4 separate regions of the Mus musculus genome follow, and all the other regions are linked to region 2. The links are chromatin contacts, called in public HiChIP or PLAC-seq maps. All regions are on one chromosome and are shown on one strand. Each heading gives the region's core, a stretch centred on a gene start, on an enhancer-like site or on the middle of the called end of the contact. The rest is flanking DNA. Distances are from core to core; before and after follow the strand shown.

Region 1 (7,226 bases), core at 583-3,082, 390 kb before region 2:
CTTCTTTCATTCATCTTGCCTTCATTCATCCTGCCTTGGTTACCTTCTAGGTCCAAATGAAGAATAATGCCTTTAAAAAGGACTTTTAGCTAGGCAGTGGTGGCGCGTGCCTGTGATCTTAGCACTTGGAAGGTAGAGGCAGGCAGATCTCTGAGTTCGAGGCCAGCCTGGTCTACAGAGTAAGTTCCAGGACATCCAGGGCAAACAGACAGAGAAACCCCATCTTGAGAAACAAACAAAAAGTATTTTTATTTAGTCATATTGGTGGTGCACACCTTTAATCTCAGCACTGAGGAGGGAGAGGCAGAGGCAGAGGGGCAGAGGGGCAGAGGGGCAGAGGGGCAGAGGGGCAGAGGGGCAGAGGGGCAGAGGGGCAGAGAGGCAGAGAGGCAGAGAGGCAGAGAGGCAGAGGCAGAGGCAGAGGCAGAGGCAGAGGCAGAGGCAGAGGCAGAGGCAGAGGCAGAGGCAGAGGCAGAGGCAGAAGCAGGTGAATCCCTGGGAGTGTGGGAGGCCAGACTGGTATATAGTACATATATACATATATATATACATACACACATATATATAGTACATTTCAGGACAGACAGAGCTACATAAGAGAAAGAAACTGTCTCCTTTTTAAAAAGGAAAAATACTGGTTCTAAGTGATTGTTATCAAGTCATGGTTAATAAAAGTTAAGATACTAACTTTTAAAGTTATCTACAGTAAAGGCCTATGTGATGTATCGTAAATATTGTCAAATATTGTAGGTGGCTGTACCAGCTGCTGTGATCAGCATATACGATGATATCTGTCCCCCACCCCCCCATTCCTCTATGTCATATTTCAATCCTCCCTCAAGCTCTAACTCCTGGGAACCACTGATTTATTCTCCATCCCTGAGAACTCATCTTTCCAAAAATGTCATATATATGGAGTCATGAGGTAAGCACATACCTTTGTGGATGTGGTTCATTGACCTAGCACAATGCTTTTTTTTTTTTAAAAGATTCATCTAAGCTAGGGTATTTGCCAATAACCAAATAATTTTTAAATATTAAAAATTATTTTATTTTTTATTTACTTATTCATTTTACATCCTGATCACTGCCCCCTCCCAGTCATCCCCTCCCACAATTCTCCCCCACCCCCTGGCACATCAATTTTCTGTGACTCCCTCTAAGGCCAGACAAGGCAGCCCAGCTAGAAGAACATATCCCACAAACAGGCAACAGCTTTTGGGATAGTCCCGCTCCAGTTCTTTGGGACCCACATGAAGACCAAGCTGCATATCTGCTACACATGGGCGGGGGGTGGGGAGAGGCCTAGGTCTAGATCATGTATGTTCTTTGAAACAACCAGATTTTGATGTAGAAGTTGTTTAACCTTGAACTTTGAAAATGATAGAATTCTTTTTGAACATTTCATGAAGTGATTAACGGGAGAGTGTGGCAGTGTCCACTTAGACTCCTGTATCCGCCCACTTCTACTAGATACCTAGAGCTCGCTCCAGCCTTGCTATCTCACTCCAGGTCTGGATGGCATAGGTGAGCTCTGCTTCTGAGCAGGCGTTCCACTATTTCGGAGAAAGTATGCTGCGGCCTCCAGGGCATGTTGCTGAGCTCGGAGTCCCTTAGCCCAATAGTTCTTTAGCTAGGGGACCTCAGTGTTGAACGGCTCCAACAGTGGGGGCAGGGGTGTCTCCTGGCTTTTAGACAAGAGAACGGTTCATCCTAGAAGGTCCTGGTGCGTGCCCTTCTCCCGCGTGGTTGTTGCTCTCGTGCCCATTCTTCGCTCATACGTTCCACTGCCCCGTCATAGGCGATACACCTCACAGTGCGTGTGGGTTTCACTTTGCTGTGTGGGTTCTTCAAGGCTAGGGAAGCGTTTCTGAGCCATTGACTATTTGAAGTCTCCAGTTGTTCAGAGCTGTCCGGATGGGTGGATACCTGAGCCGGGCTCGCCCTCCGCCTCGCCCTCCGCCTCGCCCTCCGCCTCACCCTCTGCCTCGCCCTCCTCCTTGCCCTCTGCCTCGCCCTCCTCCTTGCCCTCTGCTTTGCCCTCCGCCTCGCCCTCAGCCTCGCCCTCCGCCTCGCCCTCCTCCGCCTCGCCCTCCACCCCTGACCGTGTCCACTAGGAACCTGCAGAAGAGGCCCTCACCACCGGCCCACCGTGTTTCCCGGTCTCTCCGGGCTAATTCAACAAATGGGAGTCTGAACTCGGCTGATAGTCGGCCTTTTGAAGATGATGCAGCTTTAGCCCATCCTCAGCACCCTGAGCGCGTTGTGGTCGTTCACACGCAGCAATATCCTGTGGAGGAGTTTTCCTCTACATTTTTAGGTAGCCAGCACAAGTCAGTGCTGTCTAGATCCAGGATGTCCCGAAGCTCGGTGATCCTGAATGTGTTTTCTAATATGGCCAGAGTCACACTCCGTTTTGTTCTGGGACAGCTGGTCCCGATTATATGGTCTTTTCTTACTGGCCAATTTGTGAGTCAATCTAGGAAGGAGACACAGATTAGTGCTCTCCAGGAGAGCAGTCAAGTTCAAATCAAGGAAAAGAACGATGTCACCACCGTGGGAGAAGGTGGAGAAGGATTTGCCAATCAGGAGGAAGGCTCCCCGGTCACAGAGACACCTAATGATCAGGGAAAGGACTCTGATCTCAGTGTGAGTGCCTCGTCGGCTTTTACACATTTGTTTATAAATGGTGTACTCTCTTCGTTTATACCCAAGCCAGGTCCTCTGGGTAAACTTATCCTTTTCAAGAACTCAGCAAAGAGCTGGATTAAGGAAAACCAGATTGCCTTCAAGAGCTCATACAAACGAAATGCCATCGCCAGCTCTTACAGTTCCTCTCTAGCACAGTGGCCACCAGAGAGAATTTGTGTGGATGCAACCGGAAGGGCTGCACCTGGTGCTCCTTCAGGAGCCCAAGGTGTTTTCAAAGACTCTGCTGCAGGTGCTACACCAGGTGCTGTCTCAGGTGCTGCTCCAGGTGCTGCCACAGGTGATGCTGCACGTGCTGCCCCAGGTGATGCTTCAGGGGCTGCCATGGGGGGTATGGGGTGTGCTACCACAGGTGCTGCCCCAGGAGCTGCTTCTAGTATTGCTGCAGGTGTTGCCCCAGGTGCTGCTGCACCTGATACCAGAGGTGCTGTCCCAGGAGCTGCTCCAGGCACTGCTGCAGGTGTTGCTCCAGCCGCTGCTTCTGGTGCTGCTGCACGTGCTGCCACATGTGACGCTTCAGGGGCTGCCACAGGGGGTGATGCCCCAGGAGCTACTTCTAGTAATCCTGCAGGTGTCCCAGGTGCTGCTGCGCATGATACCCGAGGTGCTGTCCCACGTGCTGCTCCAGGCACTGCTGCAGATGCTGCCACAGGTGATACTTCAGGGGCTGCCACAGAGGGTGCTGCCCCAGGAGCTGCTTCTAGTAATGCTGCAGGTGTTGCTCCAGGTGCTGCTGCACGTGATACCCGAGGTGCTGTTCCCGATGCTGCTGCTTCAGGCATTGCTGCAGGCATTACTCAAGGTGCCGCTTTTGGTGTTGCTGCACTTGCCCCCCCAGGTGCTGCCCCAGGCGCTGCTGCAGCTGTTACATTAGTTGCTGCTGCAAGTGCAGCTCCAGGTGCTGTTACCTCAGGGGCTGCTGCGTGGGCTGACCCAGGTGATGCTTCAGGACCTGCTGCAGGTACCGATGCACATGCTCCTCGAGCTGTTTTAAGAGGCACTGCAGCACATATTACCCGAGGTTCTTTGAGAACTGCTGCTGCATGTGCTATCGGAGGTGCTTTGAAAGAAACGACTGCACATGCCACCCAAGATCCTCTGAGAGCCACTATTGCACATGCTACCCGAGGTGCTTCAAGAGGTGCTGCTGCATGTGCCATCGGAAGGGTTTTAAGTGGTGCTGCAGCACCTGCTACCCAAGGTGCTTCCAGGGGTGCTGCTGCACCTGCTACGGAAGATGCTCTGAAAGGTGTTGGTGCATGTGCTATTCGAGATGCTGCCAAAGGTGCTCCTGCATATGCCGTGCCACAATCAGGTTGGGCTTTATCCCAGTTGCAGGTGCTTCCCAAGAAACGCAAGAAAAAAAGCTATAAACTTAGATCTTCAGGTAGTCCGGAAAGAAAGAAAAAGAGACCCAGTGAAGCAGAGCACAAATGGGTGTCATACAGTGTCACAAATGCTCCTCAAGTTCAGCAAGGATACCCATGGAATGGCTTCCCCAAACCTGATATTCCAAGGCCTCTGAGACGTAAGATCCCTGTGTTGCTACCACCCCATAGTCGAGGTGTTCTGCCCCAACCCCCAAAACAATGGTTTCATATCACTGTACACAACTGTGGCCTAGAGAAGGAAACTGCACCTTGAAGGGTAAGTGGAAGGCTGTGTAGACAGCAATTCCACACAGCTTTCCTGTTTTCTGCTGTGTCTGCTGCAGGAACCTTCTTCAGCACCTTTCCCTTCGGTCCCATCACTCATTCAGAGGGAAGAGAGAAGTAGGAAGATTAAGATCTCTAAGCCTGGTTTTCATAATATGCTCCAATGGCTGCCTCTGGGGGCCATTTTTCTTGGTTCCCCCTAAATCCCACTTTGCTTTGTCCGAATATAAAGAAACAGATTTATGTCCCCCAAGTACCGGCCTGCTTGGTCTTTGCAAGTAATTTACCCTAGCTTTGCTCTTCGGTCAGCCCAAGAAACTCATCTGGCCTATGGAAAATGTGGTAGATCCACTAAGCTTGATAACTCTACCCAGAGAGACAGTATTCTAATCTCACCCACTTCATGCTACAGCAAGGCAAAGTTGAGTGATTGGTGTATGTTGGTCTAACCCCGTGGATCCTGGAACATAAAGGGGAGCTTCAGGTTGATTTTCCTCTAGGTGTCAATCAGGGTGGCTACTGCTGATGGAGATGCTACTTCTGCCTCATCCGGTGCTTATTTGGGCAAAATAAATTCACACTCACACACACACACACACACACACACACACACAACTGCTTGATGTAAAAAATGAGTTATCTGTCCTCACGAAACACACATACACAAACCAAGATGGTCTAGATCAGCAGTTCTCAACCTTCCTAATGCCACCACTCTTTAGCACAGTTCTTCACCTTGTGTTCTTTCAATGCTACTTTGTAACTATAGTTTTGCTACTGTTATGAATTGTAATATAAATATCTGATACTTTCAATGGTCTTAGGTGACACCTGTGAAAGGGTCATTTGGTCCCCAAAGGGTTCGTGACCCACAGATTGAGGACTGCTAGTCTAGATTAATCTTCATATGGCCTCTATGATATCAAATACTCTGTAGTTATTAACCTCCCTTTATTTCTCTTCACATACTCTTATTTGTGTCTTTTACAGGTGCCAAGGCCTGGGGTCACTAAATGACCTGTGCATAGCCACATGTCACTGAGCACTTAACACTGATCTTCAATTCTGAGCATCCAGTTTTTTATACTCTATAAATTTAGTATAATATCACATTCTATGTTAGCGTCATTTTGACACTTAAATAAAATTGTTATCCAGTATGCTTGTTGCAGTTTCTGATTTATAATAGTGTGAGATACATCTAATATCTTAATATTATGTCCTTTTTGTTGGTCATAGCTGTGACCCCTCCCCCCCAGAAGCCTAAGAAGTCTTCCCAACATCCCATGTCTATCCTGAGGACGGTCATTTGTTGCTGAGGGTTCTGACTCAGGATATTCTTTGACCCTTTAGTCCTCGGGACACTGCACTGGTACCCATTTCTATTTAGAGCCTTGGTGAAGGTTACCTTCTCTTCTTGGAACCAACCTGTCTCATTTCTACTTCTCCTGCTATGATAAAATACTCTGACAAAAAGCAAGTTAAGGAAGTCAGGGTTTATTTGGGATACAAGTCCAGGTTATAGTCCACCACTGCAGGAAAATCAAAGTAGGAACTTGAAGCAGATGGTCACTTTTCCAGTTTGGAGCAGAGAGAATAAGTACCTATGTGCTTGCTTGTGTTCAGCTCCGTGCCTACCCTTAGAAAGCACAAGACTCAAACCCAGGGAGTGAGTGGCGTCACCTGTAGTGGACAAGTCCTCCCATCTTAAAGCAATCAAGATAATTCCCCACAGACATGCCTAAAGTCAACCAGGTCCAGACAAACTGAAAGCCTCTTCCCAGATGATACTGGGCTCTGTTAAGTTGACAATTAAAACTAAGCACTGTACACTCTGTCTCTAGCCACCAAAGCAACAATCTCTGTGTCCAGAGCAAGATGACTCTCCTTTGAGTGGCATCATGGTCTCTCATCTCTGATTCCTAGGTATTCAGGTCGGCAATTCCAGATGAATTACAAATTCATTATCCCCTAGTGCATTTTTCCATATTGTTTTTTTAAACATCTTTTGCTTTTTACACTTCTTTGATTTGTTTGTTATTTGTTGAAACAGGATTTCTCTGTGTAGCCCTGACAATCCTGGAACTCACTCTGTAGACTATTCTGGCTTCGAACTCAGAGATCCACCTACTTCTGTCTCAGAGTGCTAGGATAAAAAGCATGTACCGCCAGGCATTCTGTGATTTTTAAATGTGAAATATTTATATGGTTGATAAATAGAGATTTTATGTCTCAGTTTAGAATTCTTCTCAATCCCCAGATATCAACTTAACAGACTTCCCAAAGATTAGTAAATTTACCCAGGAATGGACATTGCAGAAGGAACGTGTGTATCATGGTAATCTTTGCATATATTCAAGGAGGTGAAGACAAAGAGGATTGTATAAGTTTTATTTATATATTTATTTATTTGAGACACGGTTTCTCTGTGTGGTCCTGACTGTTCTGGAACTCAATCTGTAGACCAGGCTGGCCTTGAACCTAGAGATCAGCCTGTCTCTGCCTCCTGAGTGCTGAGATTAAAGGTGTGCACCACCATGCCTGGCCTGTAATTTATTTTAAAACAATACCTTTTGGCTACAAGTATCAATAACAACAGTGGCCCCAACTGGCCCAAGGTTAAACTAGACAGACAAGGTTTGGCGTGGACCATATATCGTTGTAGAATTATTTTCTCTGTAAGGTTACTTGGCTCCACACAAGGTTATGGTCTGGCAGGCTTTTATATTGGCCTTTTTTATTAGACACATATACATGAGATCCCTTTCTTGATAACTTAAATGTATTTCTTTGAGTATAGGACAACTCCATTTGATCCAGACAATGTTCACATAGGTCACCCACATAAGCAAAATCATGGCT
Region 2 (7,380 bases), core at 4,175-6,674:
CCAGAGCTGGGTGTGGTAGCAAACCTTTAATCCCAACACTTGGGAGTCAGAGGCAGGCAGATCTCTGTGAGGGCAAAGCCAGCTCTACATAGTGGGATCTAGGATAGCCACAGCTACACAGTAAGAACCTGTCTCAACAAACAAACAAACAAACCCAAACAACAACAACCAAAAAGTGCCAGCTGACAAAGTTGGAAAATAAAAGAAATATTAACTTTAAGTTTACTGAAATTGACAACTGTACTGTAGTTAGGTAAAAAAAATACCTATCCTTCAAAAAATATCCTGAGATGGCTCAGCAGGCCTTTGGGTCTGTCAGGACCAACCTGGTGGAAGAAACAAATTCCCACAATTTGTCTACTGACTCCCACAGGTGTGCTGTGCACAAATGTGTACATACATACAAATAAATAATTGAAATTTAATTTTTAAATTTAAAAACATACAACAATATATCTATGGTTGATGGACTATGATGTATTAAGTTATCCTCAACTTGGGGGGAAATGCTTATGAACGCAAGAGGACAAAATTAAATAAAATATTAAGAACGGGTGAATATGAATAAAAGTTTCTTTCACTATTTTTAAAATTTATTTTAATGTATATGAATGTTTGCTTATATGTATGTGTGGCTGGTGACTGAAGAAGCCAGGAGTTGGATACCTTAGAAAGGAAGATAAAGACTACTGTGAGCCACCTTTCAGGTGCTGGGAACTGAATCCTGGTCCTCTGAAGAACCAGTGCTCTTAACAGGTGAGCCATCTCTCTATCCCCCTTCTTTTGCTGTTGTTATTCTTAGAATTTTTCTGTACATTTATTATTTTCAAATATAAAGCTTTTAAAATATCAAAAAAAAAAGAAAGAAAAACCATTTAGAACTCCATCCACTCCGCTTCCCTTGTGTATTACCTTCACCATCCTGTTTGTTTAGTGGCTCATCTCCCTTTAAGCCTCATCTACTCAAGTGGATTTCTTTACCTCAGAGCACACTGTACTCACTTTTTCTAGATAAGGTGCTTCCTTCCCAGAGCTGCTGGTGTTCAGATGTGCCTGCTCCCCTCATTTAATCTTTCCTCTTGACTCTGCAGAACTACTCCCCTCTGGACAGACAGCTCTGTCTATATATGACCTCTATCACTCCTAGAAGCTGTCTGTTAGAAATGTATCTTTGGTTCAAAACCTTTTATCCAAATACAGATAGATCCTATTATCCACCCCATTGTTCTGTCTTCTTCTCTCATTTGCATGCAAAGCATCCTTTAAGGCTGATTTTATAGTATAAACATCAACTTCTAGGCCTTGACTCCTGCCCTCTAGAATCTTTCTGCCTTCATTCTTATCCCCATCCAATTCTTCCTCTAAGAGCTGTTAAGAATAAAATGCATACTTGATCATTTTCTCATATAGTTTAACACCTTATTAAAACAAAATTCATGCTTAATTAATTGCCAATATAATATAAAGCAGGTGTTTTCTTAAAATATTTTTGTTTTGTCTTTGAGACAAGTCTCACAATGTTACTGGGGTTGGCCTTGAACTTGAAGTCCCAGACTCAGAGATACCAGGTTTAGCCTGTCAATTATCTGGGATTACAAAAGTGTGATACTGTTCCTGGCAGGAGATAACAAGGCCATGGAGGCACTGTCTTTATGTTACAGTGTATTGATGCCATTATTGTGGGCCTGGGCTCCTCATAAAGAAGTCTTACTAAGGTTCTCTCTGCTTTTCTGTTGTATGCTGCCTTCTACCACGTGAAAACAAAAACAAAGCAAGAAGGTCTGAGGACATGCCAGCACTTTAACCTGGGACATCTCAGGCTCCAGAACTATGAGCAGTACGGTTTTTGTTTGTTGTAAATTACCCAGTTTGCAGGATTTCTCTCCTCCCGACTGCTAGGATTTCAGGTATATGGTGTTACAACTCTAAACTTTTCACATGGGAATCTGAACTCTGATCCTTTTGACAAAAAGCCATGTATTCAAACTCACCATCAATTACTTGACAGACTGAATTATTTTCATTATCCTTAGTCACTTCATTTCCTTGGGGAATGTATGATTGGCTAGTAACTGGCCTCAACTGCATGAACCACAAACACTTTATTTGCCTTCACAATCTAGTCAGAAGCCAAAGTTTCCTTAACTCCTTGTTTAAGTACAGGCTATTTGGCTCTTCCAATAGTTCACTCAATCAAAAACACGGGCATCAGTAGCATAAATGCTGTTAGCTTAGCATATAAGGCAACTGAGAATGTGTAATAAGATATACTGCCATTCTCATGAACATACCATTAAAAGGGTATAAGCTGATGGGCAGTGGTGGCACACATCTTTAATCCCAACACGTGGGAGGCAGAGGCAGGCGGATTTCTGAGTTCCAGGCCAGCTTGGTCTACAAAGTGAGTTCCAGGACAGCCAGGGCTACACAGAGAAACCCTGTCTCGAAAAACAAAAAACAAAATAAAACAAAGGGTATAAGCTATAAGTCCTTCTTAGCTTATTGTAGACAAATGACCCAGTAGTCTGCCTACTTGCTGCTAGATAATATCAAAAAAAAAAAAAAAAAATCAAAGCTAAAATAGGCTGTTATGTAATGGTACTATAGATGTTAGGAGTATATATACTTTTAATGACAACTAAAATAGAGTAAAACAAACGGTGTCAGAAATTTGCTTTAAAATGCTTCAACCAAGAATAAATAAATATATCAGAATCCTGAAACTCTGGGCATACAATTCACTGTACTACCTCTACTTTGCTTAATATATATATATATTATTCATATATATATATATATATATGAATGAAACGTCACTATATAGCACTGGCTGGCCTTGACTCACAGAGCTCCACCTGCCTCTACCTCCTGGGACTAAAGACAGCACTGCTGCCACCACCACTACTAATCAGTTGGAGAACAGACTAAGAAGGGATAAGAGAACCAAGAACTAGAGTTGCAAGATGAAGTTATAGTACAATCAATAAAATGGATGTGGTGGCCATCATGTGTTGTCCCCCATAACACAGAACAAAAAGGTTTTAATTTCTCAAAACTAGATGGGAAATCTCTTGAGCCAGTTTCTGATAGACAGAATGACCTTAACCATCTGTGAAAACATCTGTGGTAACATCAGTGAAAAAGCCAACCATGAGAAAGTCTCTATCCCTCATAAATTACTTAAGACTCACATTTCTGGCAATTTCTGTACTTTTTCACATTCTACTGCTAGGTTCTACAAAAGTGCAAGCAGATATCAAGAACCTTCACTTTACTACCTGTTCTGGACAGCGAGGAGTTAGTTCTCAAAAGCTGAGTCAACTCACAAGAGAGCACTCTTGGTTTAGTGGGAAGTGACGCCTACAGTGGGGCTGCAAGAAGAAACAGGTGTGATATACCTGCAGCTACTTTGAATTTCCAGATTTCAACTGTTTCCCATAAGGGAGTATCCTATATGTCAAGTGTGGTACAGGGCTTCTGTAACTTAAGCTCTTAGGTGCCATATTTGGTGACGAGAGGATGAAAGAGGCAACTCAAGAGCACTCAGTGGAAGAACGTGCGGATGGAGGATGGAGTCTAAGTGATATGCTGAAAAGAGGACGATATGTGCTTTGGTCATTTTTTGCATTTAATTTATGAGAAGCATATGCAAATGGTTAACAAGATTTGTTTCTATTATTTAAAAATTAGGAATAAGGACAGGAGGGATTTTTATAATGAAATATTCTCATAGTAGTGAAAGAGATACTTTTAGATACTCCAGCAATAAGGGAAGCAAGAGAGCATGAAGGGCAGTGGAGAGATTTTTCTGAAGCTAAGGGCCCACTCAGAGATTAGCTTGAAGCAATTAGTGTAGCCCATTTAACTGAATGCAAAACAACAAAAAATACCTTATTAACCTCAGTCCCTCTTAATTTCAAAATCCTTATCCTAATACAGAATCATTCCACATAATACCATTTGGCAAAAAACACTAGAAACAACTCAAAGATTATCAACTGCAGTCTAGAGATTTATCTAAAGCATCCTTTAAAATGGCCAATCTGCTACATGTTTGTAAAACAAACAACCCACCCGTTTCCGTATGAGTTCTGTAAAACAGATTCAGTAAAAGAAACAGAGAAGCAGGACTTATTATGCTACCACCTGTCTGAATAAAAGAGGAACGACTTATATATTTGCTAGTATTTAAATGAAGAAGTCCTTAAAGTCTACTCAACATCTTAACAAAAGTGTTTACCTTTTAAGGTAGGGCCCAGAACAACCTTTGAGAACAGTAAAAGAAAATCTTGTTTTCATATTTTGCATTAAATTTTTGTTTTTTAAAAATCTTTGTATTTTAATGCCTTGGACACGTGAGCATTACGTATTCAAACACACACACACACACACACACACACACACACCCCAGACAAAAGCGCACACACACACACACACACACACACACACCCCAGACAGACAAAAGCTTCAGGCGTACACAAACGGTCTTGGCCATCTAGACTAACCATCTTAAGATAACACACTAGCCGCGGCTCTCTCCACCTGACCTTTCTTTCTTTCACACCGCTGCCCCAGGACTTCCCCAAGCGATCACTTGGGTTCAAGTGCCTTCGCTGGCTTTTCCCTAGGCCAACACTTTCTCAGTTTGCGGTGGGGTGGGGGTGGGGTAGGGCAGATGGCGGCCTCCGGTTGCACCCACTGCTCTACAGATGAGTTTCTCCTAGGAGAGGGCCAGGAAGTGGAGAACGGTCTGCTTCCAGAGCCGCAAGTGTCTCTCAACACCTCTCCCCCACCAAAATGACGGGAAGAGGTGACCGAATCAGGTCATCTCCAAGTCTCAGAAACAAACTTAACCGCAATCAGGGCAAATTTTTAGGCGCTAATAATCGGGATTCTCCTCTTTCTAAGCCCGAAACGGCCATGACAGTCAAGGAACACCGGGGCGGACTCTGGCCCTTCCTCGGCCCAGGGCCTGCTCCGATGGCAGCCTGCCCGCGCGCCGGGCCCGAACCAGGGCTCTTCCTTCCCCTTCACTCCTAGAGGACGCTCCCCAGGGCGTGTGGAAAGTCACGCTCTCCCTCCCCCACTAGGACCCGCCCGGGACCGGAGGGCAGAGAAGGGAAGGGCGTGGCGGGCCGGGGAGAGGCGGGAGCGTCGGCAGCCCGGGACTCACGTACTGGCTGTGGCGGCACCGCGGGAGCCCGGCCGCCGGCGGGACAAAAGCGCGGACTGCCTGGCCGGAAAGACCCGAGCCGCAGGGGCACTTCCGAGGCCGCTCTGGGAAGCTGGAGGACTGACTCGATGGTCGGGCTCTGATCGCGCACGTGACCCGCAGTTTGTGGGTGCTCTGCTGGCCTCCTAATCCCGGCTGGTCTGCCCGGAGAGGAAGGGGGTTCTAGTTGTCTTGGACTTTTATTGCAATTCCGGGGTGCATTGGGGGCGGGTATAATCAAGTGGTGTGGTAAAATAGATACTTCACTTCCTGCTTGTGAAGCTGAGCTCATAGTTAACAAGCGAGGCTGGGGAGAGTCTTAGGAGGGAGGGCTGGGCTCCTGGGAGAAAGCGGAATATGGGGGTCCCATACCCCTTATTTCTAAAAGACCCTCCTCTCCCAAAGCCAAGACCCTCAACAAAGCTCAAATTTCCAGGAAGCCTGCTATTCGGAGACTGCAGAAGAAAAGTAACTGTCTCTCTCCCGGATACCAGCAGCTTCGTGTTTGTTTTCCAATGAGGACAAGCGACAGAGGTGAATATTTACTTACCAAAGCAGACCTGGCTCCATGTTGGGAACAGCATCTGTCCCAACCAGGCATACCCTGATCTCAACTTCCCAGCCCAGGGGCTGAGCTGCCCTTTCCCCCAGAGGTTCCTCCCTATATAATCTAGAAGTTTTGGTCACTCTTGCTTGCTCTTTTTCTCTTCCTTTATCTGAGTGCACCCCCCCCCCCCCCATGGGGACTTTCCTGGCCTCAGTCCTCGGAGCTAGTGAACTCGCCCACAGGAGAGCAGCTTCTCCGTAAACCTGCCTTTAATCTAATCTAACTTGAATTGGCTCCTTTCCGTGGTGGCAGAGAAATAACCTATCACAGCTACCTTCCCCGTTCTGCCTCTAACAAAATCCCCCTCACCCTCCCCCACCCGTAACTACAAAACTCCAGTTTAAAGCCTGTAATCTGCACCAGTCTACTCCTGTTTTTTATATCTTTGTAGGCAAGCCCTAACTCACCTTAATGACTTGGAAATGTAGAAGGAATGGCAATTTGAGTGTAGTAGTATCTCGACTGCATTTGGGCACTAAGGTCTATGCATCTCTAAGGTGGTCAGGGCAAGTGGAAAGTCTGCGGTAATGTCCAGCAGAGTAGGAAAACAGTGAAGCCCAAGATGGAGCAGGGTCCTAGGTCCTTGTCAGGCCAGCAAGCAGCAAGTTATGGAGAAGAACATGGACAAGTTAGGGGTTGTTGGGGGATTCTTCTACAACCCAAACAGTAGCTGAGACACAGCTACAAGTGCTTCAAATGTGACCAGTGCCACTGAAGACCAAGTGTCTAATTACATTTCATTGAAATAGCCACATGAGTGCTAGGATCCCACTTACTGGATAGCACAACTCTGGGAAGAGCTTTGGGCACTTCTTTGAGGCCTCTAGAAGAGTCCATAGTCTAAATTAAAGGCTATCACATTAGGCTGGCCTGCTCACATTCCAAGATTTTGGATTTTTGTTTGTTTGTTTTTCCTTTTAGATAATTAAGTATAAAAATAATTATATCTGGATTGGGACACTTTTATTTAGTAAAGGATAGCAAAGGATCATAAAGCCTAAATAAATCATCTTGATTAGGTAACGTTTATTGTGGACAATGTTTTTATTTTCCACCATGGTTTTTGTTATTCAGGCAATTTTTTTTTTGGCCTTGTATTCACACACACACACACACACACACACACACACACACAGAGAGAGAGAGAGAGAGAGAGAGAGAGACATAGACACAGACAGACACATAGACACAGACACACACACACACAAACACAGACATTCACGTGGACACACAAACACACAGAGACACACACAGAGTCCTTTTTTTAGCACTTGTCCTTTGGAACAGCTACCAAGACTGTCTACCTGTTGTATAGCTACTATGTACATTTGGTGGCTAATAAACACATGCAATATGGCTAGTATGAACTAAGATATATTATAAATGTAAAATTGGCACTGGATATCCAAGCTAAGAAAAAAAAAGAATAAAAACAGAATAGTTACCTAGTGATAACCACCATTTATATAAGATCCCACACACTTTTTTTTTTTTTGAACAAATTCTTACTCTGTAATTCTGGCTGGCCTCAAACTCACTATGTAGATCAAGCTGGCCTTGA
Region 3 (7,400 bases), core at 4,781-7,280, 440 kb after region 2:
GCAAAAGTGGAAAGTGCCCGAGGAACAGCACTCAAGGCTGCCTTCCCACCTCCATGTACATGTGCACATGTGTGCACATTTCATGCACTGGACCAACTTACTTCTTACGAGGGGAGTTCAGAAAGGCAGCTGGTGTTAAAATCAAGTTGTAAAACTCAAGGCTTATCCTTTGAAATCAACACTCATCCAAAAATACAAAAAGGGAAAACTTAAAAAAGATAGGATAAAACTGAATGTTTAGGGATCGATGAAGCATGGGGGGGGGGCACACATAAATAAAATTATAACGCATCACTGAGGGACTTGAAGGAAAGCTTGAATAAGTGGCAAGGCACACCACATGACTCAGTGTTTCGGCCGTTTAAATCCTAATAAAAACACGAGGTCTTTAAAGTAGATGACATCAATCTAAGGCCACCTGACAAGCTTAATAAAGGGGTGAGGAAATTTTGTAAGACTGAAGGGTGACTGACAGAGCTCTAGAAAAGGGTTTTCATTAAGACAGTATGAGTCTTGTGTAGCGGTAGAAATTGTCCTCAGGCTTAAGGTTATACATTTGCTACGAGACAAAGTTGTCATTTAAATGGACTTATGTTTCTTATGATACAAAGCTGAGAATGCATCATTCCTGCCCTGACAACGAGAAAAACAAGAGGCAAATGGTAAAAACTATGACTTTCGTTGAATCATTTAGAGATAAGGTTAGTGATGAACCATGTAACATAACCCGAGAGATGAGCTTGGAGAGAAAGCAGAAAGAGTGCCTGTCAGAGAGGAGGAGCTGCCAACGGGACGTGGGTGAGAAGGAGCCAGTCAAGCTGTAAGACATGGTTGAAATGCTCGGCTGGGTGAGTGAGTGAGTCGGGTAGCCGAGGGAGTCAAGGGGTTTATACTCAGCTTCTAAGTCTGGTTCGGAGAGTCCCAGAGTTCCCACAGAGTGTTCACTGCCTTCATAGCTGAGGCAGTGAGAGGCTGGCTCTCTCCAGCTGATATTCATGAAGCAGACGGGTACGTGCCTGTCAGTGATGTTGGAATGCCTTCTCATTACCTGGAGTTTTCACACACAAGCTGAGGTCTCAGGGGAGAGCAGGTGATGCCAGGACGTTAGGTGGATGGTGGGTAAGACGCGACCACGTGGTCATGTTGAAATGAGATCAGGCAGTGGTGTAGGTGCATGCGCAGCTTGGAATCTGAGCCGAACTGTTCTGGGACCCAGCCCTGCTTGTTACAGATGTTAAGGTCCCATGAAGGTCTGGCACGGGACAGGAGACAGATGGAGAACCCAGTGGGATGCCCTTAGGTAAGTCACAGAAGCAAAGAAAGCCCCTGGACACCCCATGCTCTGTGTAAAGTGGAAGGGGAAGAGAACAGTCTTTTGGGAGTTCATGCTTTAGGCTTGCTTGGCTGAGCACTTCTCTGTAGGGAGCCCCCTTTTCTGTGTTATACATAGTCTCCCTTCGTAATGTGTCTGCCCATGCGCCAATATCCTAACTGTCTGTTAGTGAACAAAAAGGCCACGGCTGGAAATGTGAAGGCATCTATGCCCCTGAATCCTGAGCTTAGTTTTTGTGCCTTACTCTGTGCGTACTCAAATGATTCCAGTGGCCTTCTCTAGGCTTTGGGATAAAGTCTGTACACCTCTTCTTGGCCTATAAAATCATGCCAGATCACCTGACTTAGTTCACGCCTGGACTGTTTTATGCTTTGGGCTCTTACAGTCTTGCCAGTGTGGTCAGTGTTATACTGTTACAACTGTTACATTGTTACGGTGCGGTCACTAGTACACCTAGTATGCACTAGGCATTGCGCTTAATACCCATCTCCCTCTTCCGAATCATTCTGCTTCAGAGACTTGAGTCGGGTCTCTGCTTTCTTACTCAGTAATCCGGGGGAGGAGAGATGACTCAGTGGTTGAGAACACTGGCTGCTTTTCCAGAGGATCCAGGTTTGACTCTCAGCATCCACAAGGCATCCAATCTGTCTTCATTTGGTACCAGGCAGACAGTGGTGCACAAACATGCATGAGAGCAAAACCACGTATACACATAATCTAATAAAAGGATAAATCTGCTGGGCGGTGGTGGTGCACGCCTTTAATCCCAGCACTTGGGAGGCAGAGGCAGGCAGATTTCTGAGTTCGAGGCCAGCCTGGTCTACAAAGTGAGTTCCAGGACAGCCAGGGCTATACAGAGAAACCCTGTCTCGAAAAAACAAAAACAAAAAAAAAAAAAAAAAAAAAAAAAGGATAAATCTGAGGGTAAGAAAAATGAAATAACTGAATAATTGTTTGTCTAGGATCACAACAGCTTTACAGTGGCAGAGTTAGAAATTGAATTCAGGTTTGATCCCACAGTTAAAATGAAATTTTAAAGAAAATTGTGGTAAAATGGAGATAATACAAAATTTACCATTCTAGACCTTTAAAGTGGGTAATTCTGTGGAATTAAGTACAGCTGTAATGCCTGCCAAGTACCTACACTAATCATTTTTAGAATCATTTACCCATTAAATGATGCCTCCCCACTTCCCCTCCCTGGAGTCCCTGGCCTTCCGCCTCTGTGAACTTGGCTATGACAGATGTCTCATGTTAATGGAATGAGACCAAAGTGCATTTATTTATTTATAGACAGGATCTCACTGTTTATTCCTGGTATTCCAGGAGTTTACTATGTGATCAAGGCTGGCCTTAAAACTCACAGAGATCTGCCTGCCTCTGCCTTCTTAGTGTTGGTATTGCAATAACATGACACCATGCCCTACTTTTGCTTTTGTGACTGGCTTATTTCATTTAATGTAATGTCTTTAAGGTTCGTCCATGTTGTTTGACCTGTCAGGATTTCTCTTCAAAGGCTACTTTGCATTCTATCGTTTGTTCCCACTAGATGCTGTTTTGTTTGTTTGTTTGTTTTGCCTGTTTATCACTGACAGATGCTTGGGGGCTGTGCATCCTTTAGTTGTGAATGCTACTGCTATGAATCCTGGTTTGCAAATCTCTGAACAGCTGTATTGACTTTTGAAATATTTGCTTGCAAATGGGCATTTTAAAGTCATATGGTAATTTATCAATTTCCCTTCCCCACCCTCCCTCCTCTCCTTTCCTCCCTTCTTCCTTCCTGCCTTCCTTTCTTCCTTCCTGTCTTCCTAATTAGGACCTCCATATTTCTTTTTTTTTTTTTTTTTGTGATAGCTGTTCTATGTGCATTTCCATCAGCAGTGCACAGAGAACCCACCTCCTCCACACGCCTGGTAGCACTTTCTGCCTGTGTGTTTCTCTTAATTCTAACTGTCATGGATGGGGCACAGCAAATACCTCATTCTGGCTTTGATTTGTATTTTCTGAACAATAAGCGAACTTGTACATCTTTGCATGCAAAAGCCTGAATTCCCAACCTTGGCTTATTTAAACGTTTAATGATTTATTTATTTATTTACCAAAGAAGCAAATATTTCTAATGTCAAGTGCCATTCCCCTTACAGTTAGGCTTGTCTGTAGAATGGAAAAATTGAAGCATATCTCATGTGCACCCGTATTGAAAGTGTCATATAAAAGGAGGTTGCCTGCTTCAAGAATAGCAAACATGGCACCTAAGGAAAAGAGGCTTTCAAAATAAACAGCGCTGGGGACCGAAGCCAGGTCTCATGCATGTTAAACACTACACCATAGAGCTGGAGCCCTCGTTCTTGGAAATAGCTTCAAACTCCCAAGTTCTAGGGATAATATTACACTCTTTCTCTTGTTGCTGTGTGGTGGGGAAGTCACTGAGATGGGGGTGGGGTGTACCATTGGGACTCTCTACCTCCTCACATCTCTGTGGAAAATAAACAGGGTATGCAGAACTGGGCTTTAAGATCTCATGGTCTGTCTTCAGTGACCCACTTCACTTAGTGAGGCTCCATCTCTCAAAGACTCCACGACCTCCCCAAACAAATCCATCATCGGGAAACCAAGAATCCACACGTGTGAGCCTACGAGGGGCATTTGAAATACAGAGCACAGTAGCTCTACAGGAACCCTGGCACAGCCTTCGTAGACAGCTTCCACTAAGGTTAACTGTTTCGGTGATGCTCTTGATTGCTGAGGGTCCAGTTCAAGTTCATGTGTAGCAACCAGATTCCATGTCTCTCTAGTCTCTCTCACCTTGGAACACATCCTCAGCCTTCCTTGTGCTTCCATGAGCTAGACACAAATGAAGATTGCAAGGCATGCGTTTCGCAGACTCCCTCTATGTTCTTGCCCTGTTTCTTTATGGTGAATTCTAACATGCATTTTGGCTGGAGTGGCACAGTGTGGCTATCTGGTTGCTGTACTTTGAGCTTTAGGCTGGCCTCTCTCTCTGCTGCAAAGACACTCTTTGTTCTCCTTGTAGTGAATAAATATCCTGTGAGGAGATACTTTGAGACCCCGTGTATGTCCTTTTCCTTATCAATCTGTGACATGCTAGAGTTTCAGCATCCAATGATGTTTCATGTCTAAATTAGTCAGCATTATGAAGGTTGCCATGGTGTCCAACTTATTCCATAGATTATAAAACACTACTGCTAATTTTTCTGTTTTTATGCACACACTCACACACACACACACACACACACACCTGTGGAGGTCGGAGGTATCCTGTTCCACCCTTTCCACTTTATTTTTTGTAGGCAGGGCAATAATATTGAATTGGGTGCAGGGAGAGGAACATTAACTAGAGTATGCACAGTGGCTATCAGTGACCCAGGTGATTCTGACATTATTAGAAGCAGGGCCAGAACAGACTGATAAAAGTAAACAAGAAAAGCTTTCTTTAAAAAAAAAAAAAAACTTTGCAAGAACTCCTTAAACAAACAAACAAACAGAGATTAAGTCTCTCATTTTGTTTTATATGTCTACCCTATTATCTGAGACTGGCAGGTTTGAGAAGTCACTCTGTAAACAGATCAATTCTGAAAGCTAAGAAGTGCATGTCATAGTCACAGAAATAAGAGTTAGCTGTAAACCCGTAAACTTGAGCCTCCTCCTCCTCCTCCTCCTCCTCCTCCTCCTCCTCCTCCTCCTCCTCCTCCTCCTCCTCCTCCTTCTTCTTCTTCTTCTTCTTCTTCTTCTTCTTCTTCTTCTTTCCTCTCTGTGTAGCCCTGGCTGTCCTGGAACTCCTTCTGTAGACCAGGCTGGTCCTGAACTCAGAGATCAGCCTGCCTCTACAATGCTGAGATTAAAGGTCATCATGTCCTGTTTAAGTTCTCTCTCTCTCTCTCTCTCTCTCTCTCTTTCTCTCTCCCTCTCTCTCTCAGAAAAGAGCCACATCAAATATCAAATAGACTGTGAGATTGTTAGGCTGCTGCCTCTCTGAGACTCAGGAGCCTGCCATTGTGGGAGCTCTGTCTAAAGAGAAAACAGTTTTCACATATTTCTCTATAATGGCAACAGAAGTTAGACTATTGTGAAAAGCCATTAGGCTTAGACTTCCCATACTGCACTGAGAGGTGCTTATCACTGCAACCCCTAATGGCTAAACTCAAAATAGCCCATATTTTTGCATTGATAGAGAATGAGCCACTGAGGGCCAAGAAATATCCATTGTAACAACCCTTCAGCCATGTAATTTAAAATAATTACCAGTTAAATGAAAATAAAATAGAGTCCATAATAACAGTAACAATCACTGTAGCAGCAGTTCTTACCCAAGTACTGTTTGTTGGAGCATTACCTAGGAGAAGGTCCCCTGCAAAAGGACTGTCTGCACAGGGAGCCGTGGCTGGCTCATTATGCTGAATAAGGCATCAGGACTGCTCTGGGGCACTTGGCAGCCATAGACCTCATCTTATGTTCTGTCTCTATTACTGTTCTCATGTGGTTTCAAGGAATTTGTTCACCAATGCAGAAGGCAGGATGCCACTGAAAATCAAGGCTAGGGAGTAGACGGGTGATCCTTCTCAGTGGTTTTATGTCAGCTGGGAGAAGGGTTGAAGCGATCTCCTTGTCCTTGGTGAGGGTCACACTGACACTCTCTCAGAAAAGGTGAAGCTCTTTTGTGAGGACCTTTGAGTGCGTGTGTGTCCTCGTTGAGTGGCTTTGAGTGGGTACATGTAATAGTCTGGAGCCGGTTCAGATAGCTGTGCAGAAACTTTTCCGAGTGTTCAGGAAAACAGAAGGCATAGGCTCTCTGGGCTAATGGTAGTTTTTCCTCATTTCTCTGTTAGGGTGCCCTAGAAGATCACCCATTTCTTTCTTTCTTTATTCATTCAATATACATGTATTGATTACCTACTGTTTACCATATATTGTATTAAGTGCCTGGGTTGTTCAGGCAGCCCTGATTGCTACCTCAGGAATCTGATAGCCTGGGAAAGAATAGACTCATATGGATATATAAACAGGGTAATGGGTGGGGGAAGAGAAGAGAGGACTTGGGAGGATAGAAGATAGACACCATGTCACTGAGGGAAACTTTAGGAAAGTTCCACTTCTGCTAAGACCGGAAATCAAAGAACAATTCGGCCAAGCAACTGACAGAGGAGAGGATGTTCCAGGCAAAGGCACTGCTGTAGATCAAGGCTCCGAGTGAGCATGAAGGCTGGTTGCTTTGAGAAACAAAAGGAGTTTCAAAGCGTTGGATTAAGCAGGTTAAAGGAGAATGTGCCACGAGGTAGGAATAACTCTGCCAAGGGTAGGGTCAAGGAAAGCTTGGAGAGGATTCTATTCCAAGTGTGGCTAGAAGCTTCTGCACAGGAAAAGTCAGTGCTTAATTTCTGTCTATAAAGGCTCAGCCTTGCAATGCTGGTGGGGAGCAGCCTGTGGGAGCTGGGAGTGAGTGGGTGCTGGAAAACCAGGTAGGAGTTCCTTTAGGGATGACTTGGTCCAGGAAGATGGCGGAGAATAAGGGGAAGCTGACTGACGGACACCCACTCAGGCAGGAGGATGGTTCTGGCGTGGTCAAGCTATGAAGAGGAGGCAGGGTGAGCTTCCTGATGGCCGGTTTGAGAAGTAGGGCCAGTAGCACAACACATCCTCATGGGAGAGAGAAGACGACAATGGAGTCTGAAGATGAAAGAGTCTGGCCATGCCTAACAATGCACAATACCAACCTCATTCTAGGAACGCAAATCCCCTGCCTCTGTTGCTCAGCTGTCGTCACTGTCTTCCTCCAGAACTTTAGTATCTGACCCAGCTGAACTCCAACCATCTCGTTCTAACACTAATATTACCCCAGTCCCCTGTCCACCTCATTCTATAGAATGCTCCTAGAAGTCTGTCTGCTTTTGACACATTATAAAAGGGTTGGGGGCCATAGTGGGAAACATCAGTTAGGATTTCAGAAAATTATGATTTATTGTTGTTGTTGTTGTTGTGTGTACTTGTGCATGTGCTTGCACTATGGCCGGCCGGTGAAGGTCAGAAGATAATTTTGTGAAGTCAGTTC
Region 4 (6,977 bases), core at 2,601-5,100, 410 kb before region 2:
CAGTGGGGCAGGGCATGAGCTCTGAGCCTGAGCCTCTGAACCTCCTCCAGCAATGAATGCCAAACAGGCACCTTCCTGCTCCCAGACGTGTCCCCTTAGTGTGACCGGAAAACTGAGATCCCAGAGGAAGCCAGTGTCTGAAAAGGACCGAAACTCAGCAATCCCTGGCTCCGGCTGGGACATGCTGGCTGATTCTCTATCAGAGATGTCCGGACAGAGTGCAAGAGGATCTTTGGGGACATCTCCCCACTGCCTTTCACTCCCAGGAACTTCCCAAAAGCTGTGGGGTGAAAGCCAAGCCCCGGCGGAGAGACAACAGAGCGGCAGAGGAAAACACCAAACCTTAAACTAGACGCAGAGAACTTTCTTCCTTCCCTCCTCTGTGGTTGCCCTCCAGTTTCCCCATTTCATTCCTTCCTTATCTGATCTGGTTGCATGAACTGGAATCTTCAAGAAAGTCCACTTGATAGTAACACCTGGAGACCTTGCTTCTCCACACTAGCTCCTCTTCCTGGGGTCCTCCCCAGGCGGATGATCTTATCACCCACCCGTTTGCTTCAGCCAGAGTCCTGGGGCACAGCCTCCCTCTTCCTACTTCCCAATGTCCAATTCACTTGTAGGTCCCTGCTTCGCCTGGACAGTCATCTATGTCACTCCTGCCAGCTCTTCCGTCACTCCCTAGCCAACCACCCCCAAGATCTAGCTAGCCTCATCTGACCATTCACCTGTCTCTGTCTGGCATTCCTGTCTCTGGGTATCATGTGAAGTGCTCCTCACCCTGCTCAGAATACCCTTCACTGACATTCTGCAGTCTCCTTCCAGAAGTCGCTATACCAGTGGTTCTCAACCTGTGGGTTGTGACCCCTTTGGGGGGGGGGGGCTCCTAAGACCATCTGCATATCAGATATTTACATTACAATTCACAACAGTAACAAATTACAGCTATGAAATAGCAACTAAAATAATTTTATGGTTGGGGTGTGTGTGTGTGGATCACCACAACATGAGAAACTGCAGTAAAGGGTCGTGGTGGTGACAACTGGCTTCCTGTGAAGCCCACAGGCAGTAGCTGGGTGTCTCTGAGCACGTTCATCCTCATGCTTTAGAAATCCAATGCCACTTCAGTCTGGCACTTGGAAAACCCCTGCAGGATGGGGTCGTGCCCCTGTCCTTCCTGCCATCCTGAGCAGGTGATGTGTGTGTGTGGCTGTAGCTGCACAGAGTCACAGTCTCTCTGACATGCTGGGAAGTTTGCCAGACTTTTCACCACACTGTTCCAGGCCTGGCTTTGATGAGGGATCAGGGCCCCTTTTGCTACACTGCTTCTGAGAGACACTTACATTTCAGTCCCCAGAGCTCTGAGCTAGGACTAGAAGGCCACAGAAACAGGTAGATCCCACTGTCTTGGACCTGGATTATACCTAAGAGCAGGAATATCAGAGAGATAGGCAGCCACGTTTGATGTAGACCATGGCAAGGCAGACCATCATTAGATGAAGCCAGCAGTCCCTCTGTGTCACCTGCTAGCTTCCCTCCAGACTAAAGTCCCGAGACAGAGTTTATTAAAGCTGTCATCTGCCCTTTTCTACAGGGATCCTGCTGGGTTATAGAACTAGATCAGGACACCAAGCCAAGCTCAAGTCCAAGGAGCCCCTCCCGCCCTGCCTGCCCCTGAACACACGCAGGACACTGGTGCTCAGTGGGGAAAGGAGACCTCAGGACCTTAAGGACTTTGGGGCACAGCTAAGACTAAAGTGTGAGTCTGTTGCCCTTGAGGGCTTCATTTAGGGTCCCCAGGCTTCACACAGGTCTCCTACTCCTGTTTGCCTTCTCTTAGGGATTTTTTTTTCTTTCTATACCCTACCACGGAGCTATTCACCCCATCTTCTGCACTTAGAGATTTGTTCCTGCCATAGCATCCCCCACCAGGCTGGGAGCTCCTGGATCGGTTTTCACCAGGAGTGAGTGGGACCAGGCACAGGGCTCAGGGAGGCTTGGTCTCTATTTACATTGGCAGCCCTGCTCCCTACATTCCCCACCCATGCTAGGCCACCCTATCAAACTATCTCCTCTCCTCTTCACAGCCCATGTGGTCATGGGTGCCTACTTCAGGGAGCACTCCCACCTTCCTTCATTTCTACGGACCTCTGCCTGCTGCTCCTTGCATCTCTGCAATGTACCTGTCTTCCTTTCAGACCGCTTACCCCAGGATTCTAGCAATGGGGAGGGGAAAGAATTTGTACAGCTTACATTCCAGCCAATGCAACCTCCCGGAGCCTCAGATACCTTTCTTGGCTGAATGTGGGAGGTCTCCTGGGCCCAGGGAAGTCTCATTCCTCATCCATCTTGCCCAGCTAGAGCCCTGTTTACTTCTTCCACACATTCACTCCCTTAACAAACATATCCTGAACACTGGCGAGAAGCGTTATCCAGGGTTGGGGCAGTGGAGCAAGAAACAGCCAAAGGGCCAGTCATCCTTCAGTGTCTACACAGATTCAATCACATCTCGCTCAGCTTCGCTGTCTGACCGTACAGGGTGCTACAGGGTGCGAGCTGAGAGCGAGGCTCCAATATCAAAACTTGCATTAATTAGTTCCCTTCCTGCCGGCTCCTGAGGAATTGGGAGGTTACACGTTCCCCACTTATGTAAAAAAGGGTTCATACTCTTGTGGGAATAAAAGATGAAACATTCAAAGTCAATTTCTACGGCATACAGACATACAGGTTTCTCTCTCCGAGGTCTTTCTGCACGTCTCCGTCAAGCATCAGGGGCTCTGTGATGACCCAGTCACCTTGGGTTTCCAGGGACAGCGGCTCCTGAGCGGATGCCGGGCTCATCCCCCGCCTAATCCCCAGTGCTTCCTTCCTGGCCCCTCCACACAGCTCCTCTGCTTCCAGAGACTCTTCAGCACCGCAGAGCCAAGCTCTCAACACAAACTTGAACCTTCCGTTCCCTGTTCCCAAGGCTCTCCTTGCAGCCTCTGCTTTATGATTCAAATCTTCTATCCTTTCTAATCCAGAGATCCCCTCAAATCCCTGGACGCCCTGGCCCTTCACCTCGACGTGGATCGGTCTGGAACTAGGGACTCAAGATTCGGCTTAGGTTTCAACTTGAATCTAGGATCATTTGCAAGGTTCCTACAGTGGGGTGCGGGGTGGAGTGTCCCAAGTCCTCAGTCCTAGCCCAGGAGAAGGTAGACGCCCGTCCGGAGCGCCCTCTGGGGGACCTCGGGTTACCGATCTTCAGTGCAGACGCAAGGCGTCGGGAAGTGCGCACCCAAGTGCGGGGTCGGGTGTGGATCAATGGGGAAATGATTCACGCTGGAGGATCGGGACCCAGAGGCAGTGAGCCCTGGACTTCCTGGGGACTGAGTAAGAACCCGAAGGATCCAGGGTAAGGATGCATTTCACTACGGACCGGACCGTAGACTTAAGACTGGGACCTGGTCATAGCTCCGCCACCCTGTTCGTGACCCGGCTGCAGTCCTCACCCATTCTTTCCTGCTCCCCGCGGTCCCGGTCCCTAGCCCCCGGCTCCCATGACTTCCCTGGTTCCAGCGGGCGTCCTCATACCTAGGTTCCCAAACTGCCCCGTCCCTCCGCCCGCCCCGTCGGTGCGGTCTCACCACAGGCCCCTGGTGCGCAGCGGGCTCCGGGTGGTTAAGCGGGAGCGGAGGTTGGGCTGTGGCCCGGGCGCTCACCTTGGAGGAGTCCGAGGCAGAGCCACAGGCGCAGGTTCAGCGCAGCGCCCGGCTGCATCTCCGGCCCCTGGGCGCGGGTGGGACCTGCGCGGCCGCAGCTCTAGGCTGGGAGTGAGAGCGCGCGCCGAGGCGCCGGCGGGGCGCGGACCGGTCAGCGGCCCGGGGGCGGAGCCGAGGCGGCCCGGGGCGGAGCTCCGGGGGAGGAGGGTCACCGTAGCCTCAGCCCGCCCCTCGCCCCTCTCTGTCCCTTCCAGCTTGCCCCAGGAGAATCCAGCCTGGGTAGGGAGAGCGCCCACTTTGCGTACGTTAAAGGCTCCCAGTTCCAAAGCAGCCATCAACAAGCACAAACTCCAGGGCCACTGCGGGTGGGCGAGGAGTGCAGGTGACTGCACTGTCCCCCGTGCGCGTTGTGGCGCCGGAGAATGAACAAAACCGCATAGTATCGTTTTCTGCATTTCCCTTCCATCCATAAGCAGAGCGGCAACGAATATAACGTTAAAACGGCTGTACATTAAATCTTAGCAAGCGCCCTGCAGAAGCCAGATCTCTCTATAGTGTGAAAGACAGGCTTTCGCTTTAGCTTCCCCACCAAATACTTTTGCTCTGAGCTCATTCTAAGTCTTTTTTATCAGGTGACACTTCACTTTCTGTTTTGGCAAACGCTCTCGCACAGACTTCCTTTTTCTTTGTGGTTCCTTTGCTAGAATTTTCCTATTTCAAAATATATCCCAAATGACAATGACGATTTCAACCTTTTTCTGCTCTTATGTACTGCGTTCCCACTGTTCCCACGATCCCCACCTACCAGCCCGGACTCATCCTTGCCAAAAGTCAAGGCCAGACTGTTGTTGATGATGACCTTTTAAATAGTCGCCAACTCTCTCAACCACAGAACAGGAATGAAACTCCTAGGTATGCGTGTCTTTAACATCTGTAGACAGCGCTAACTAGTTTTTCATTTTAGCTTGTACTGAAATCACATTATGGTGTTGTTAATTGGCTTTTCCCTAACTGCCACTGAGGCTAAGAATATTTATTTACTTATTTATTTATCTATTTATTTATATTTATCTTTAATTCACTTTGCATCCCTATAACAGTCCCCCTCCCCTCTTCCCAGTCCCATCTTCCAAATCCCTCCTCCCATTGTCTTCTCCCCTTCTTCTCAGAGAAGGGGGATTCCACCCCGCCCCCCATCTTGGCTACCACCCACCCTGGAACATCTAGTTCCAGCAGGACTAGGCACATTCTCTTCCACTGAGGCCCAACCAGGCAGTCCAGGTAGGGTGAAGGGGAATCCAACGGCAGGAAACAGAGACTTGAGACAGACCCTGTTCTACTTGTTAGGGGACCCACATGAAGACCAAGCCGCACATTTGCTACAGATGTGTAGGGGGAGCTCCTACATGCTCCCTAGTTGGTGGCCCAGGCTCTATGCGCTTCCATGTTCCTTGACTCTATGGGTCTTCTTGTGGCGTCCTTGACCCCTCTGACTTGCTCATTTCTATCTTCAGACTCTTCCATAAGACTCCCCAGGCTACACCTGATGTTTGGTTGTAGGTGTCTGCATCTGACTCCGCCGATGCTTGATGAAGCCTCTCAGGAGACAGTTATGTTAGGTTCCTGTTTGCAAGAGTAACAGTATCATTAATAGTGTCAGTGGTTGGCTCTCTCACATGGGATGGGTCTCAAGTTAGGGTAGTCATTGGTTGGCTGCTCCCCCAGTCTCTGTTCCATTTTTATTTCTGTACATCTTGTAGACAGGACAAATTTGGGATTGAAGGTTTTGTGGGTGAATTGATGTCTGTCTCCCTCCTCTAGAAGTCCTGTCTGGCTATAGGAGGTGGCCACCTCAATCTCTATAGCCCCCTCTGGTAGAGATTTCAGCTAGAGTTACCTCCATAGACTCCCTGAATCCTCTCCCATCCCTGGCCTCCAGCTGGTCACCAGAGATACCCCTCCCTCTGCCGATTTCCATCCCACTCCCAGCCCTCTCAGACCACCCCTCCCTCACACCTGACTAACACTGCCATTCCCCTCCTCACCTCCTGTCCTACCTAGCTCCCTCTCTCCACCCACCTCTGATAACTAGTCTCCTCTTTTGGGTGAGATTCGTGTATTCCCCTGTGGGACCTCCTTATTACCCAGTTTCTTTGGGTCTGTGGATTGTAGCATGGTTGTCCTGTACTTTATGGCTAATGTCCACTTATACGTGTGTACATACCATACATGTCTTTCTGTCTCTGGGTTACCCCACTCAGGATGATATTCTCTAGTTCCATATATTTGTCTGCAAAATTAATGATGTCCTTGATTTTTAATAGCTGAATAGTATGCCATTGTGTAGATGTACCACATTTTATCTATCTTTAGTTGAAGGACATCTAGATTGTTTCCGGTTTCTGGTTATTACGAATAAAGCTACTATGAATATAGTTGAGCAAGTGTCTCTGTGGTATAGTGGGGAATCTTTTGGGTCTATGCCCAGGAGTGTCTTGAGGTAGAACTATTCCCAGTTTTCTGAGAAACTGCTAAATTGATTTCCAAAGTGGATGTACAAGTTTGCTCTCCCACCAGCAATGGAGGAGGGTTCCCTTGCTCCACATCCTTGCCAGCTTGTGCCATCACTTGCGTCTTTGATCTTGGCCCTTCTGATGGCTGAACTGAGGCACATAACTGGGCATTTGGATTTCAAGTCTTTTGCTCTAGTGCTTGGTTTTTTTTCCCCCCATCTGCAAGGAGGTTCTTCCTTCTTTTCTTTTTTAAAATAAATTCTGTATGTAAGTCCTTGGTCAGTTCTGTTTTCTCTGGCTATGTAATAATTTCCTCCAAAATTTGAGGCATAAAGTGATAACTCTTCTTTTTTTCCTTGTTTTTTTTTTTGAGACAGGGTGTCTTTGTGTAGCCCTGGTTGTCCTGGAACTAGCTTTCTAGACCAAGTTAGCCTCAAGATTAGAGTTCTGCTCACCTCTGCCTCCTAAATTTTGGGATTAAAGGCACATGCTAACACCCAGTTGTGAAAAGGCAACTCTTAACTTTATTTTTGTTTGGTAAGTCAGGTTTCAAGAGGCATCTCTGTGTCACGTTTGATTGGACATTTTCAGGGTTGCTGTCAGTAGTCTGAAGGTACCACTGGTGGGAAGGCTACAGGGATAGCTGATGATCACCTGGGAGCTCAGCTGAGGCTGTTAGTTGGTACATCCACTCAGAACCTTTCCCCGTGACAATCTAATACAATGGTTGCTCCTAAGTGAATTGCATGGTCTCAAAGAAACA

The links. HiChIP or PLAC-seq counts read pairs in DNA pulled down with a chosen protein or histone mark.
Region 1: an H3K27ac HiChIP or PLAC-seq map of embryonic stem cells shows a contact between it and region 2, with 4 times the contacts expected there. The contact joins the promoter of 1700024J04Rik here to the promoter of Zfp62 in region 2. A contact is called at or near these places in 1 of 39 promoter capture datasets (hippocampal neurons) and 1 of 115 datasets of contacts at active chromatin or transcription factors (embryonic stem cells).
Region 3: an H3K4me3 HiChIP or PLAC-seq map of bone marrow-derived macrophages shows a contact between it and region 2, with 5 times the contacts expected there. The contact joins the enhancer-like site here to the promoter of Zfp62 in region 2. A contact is called at or near these places in 5 of 39 promoter capture datasets (the C10 cell line, hematopoietic stem and progenitor cells, liver and 2 more), 9 of 484 Hi-C or Micro-C datasets (CD4 T cells, the G1E-ER4 cell line, the N1E-115 cell line and 5 more), 6 of 115 datasets of contacts at active chromatin or transcription factors (the NIH/3T3 cell line, bone marrow-derived dendritic cells, bone marrow-derived macrophages and 2 more) and 3 of 9 other capture datasets (adipose tissue, liver and macrophages).
Region 4: a contact with region 2 is called in an H3K27ac HiChIP or PLAC-seq map of embryonic stem cells, with 10 times the contacts expected there. The contact joins the promoter of Flt4 here to the promoter of Zfp62 in region 2. A contact is called at or near these places in 1 of 39 promoter capture datasets (hippocampal neurons), 1 of 484 Hi-C or Micro-C datasets (nephron progenitors), 2 of 115 datasets of contacts at active chromatin or transcription factors (both in embryonic stem cells) and 1 of 9 other capture datasets (embryonic stem cells).

The regions. Positions count from the first base shown.
Region 1 is chr11:49,584,938-49,592,163 of GRCm38.p6, reverse strand. 1700024J04Rik (RIKEN cDNA 1700024J04 gene) reads left to right here and starts at 1,832. Exons shown (of 2, transcript NM_001378508.1): 1 at 1,832-4,237; 2 at 5,355-5,524. The coding sequence starts at 1,918. The coding sequence ends at 5,377.
Region 2 is chr11:49,201,336-49,208,715 of GRCm38.p6, reverse strand. It overlaps Zfp62 (zinc finger protein 62), which reads right to left and starts at 5,424. Exons shown (of 4, transcript NM_009562.3): 1 at 5,178-5,424.
Region 3 is chr11:48,758,826-48,766,225 of GRCm38.p6, reverse strand. No RefSeq gene overlaps it. Among named protein-coding and RNA genes, the nearest start is that of Gm36109, 37 kb to the left of the region's middle. Within about 2 kb of position 6,030, at least 1 of the 459 cell types and tissues checked has an H3K27ac peak or open chromatin away from gene starts, as enhancers often do.
Region 4 is chr11:49,606,552-49,613,528 of GRCm38.p6, reverse strand. It overlaps Flt4 (FMS-like tyrosine kinase 4), which reads right to left and starts at 3,850. Exons shown (of 30, transcript NM_008029.3): 1 at 3,702-3,850. The coding sequence starts at 3,759.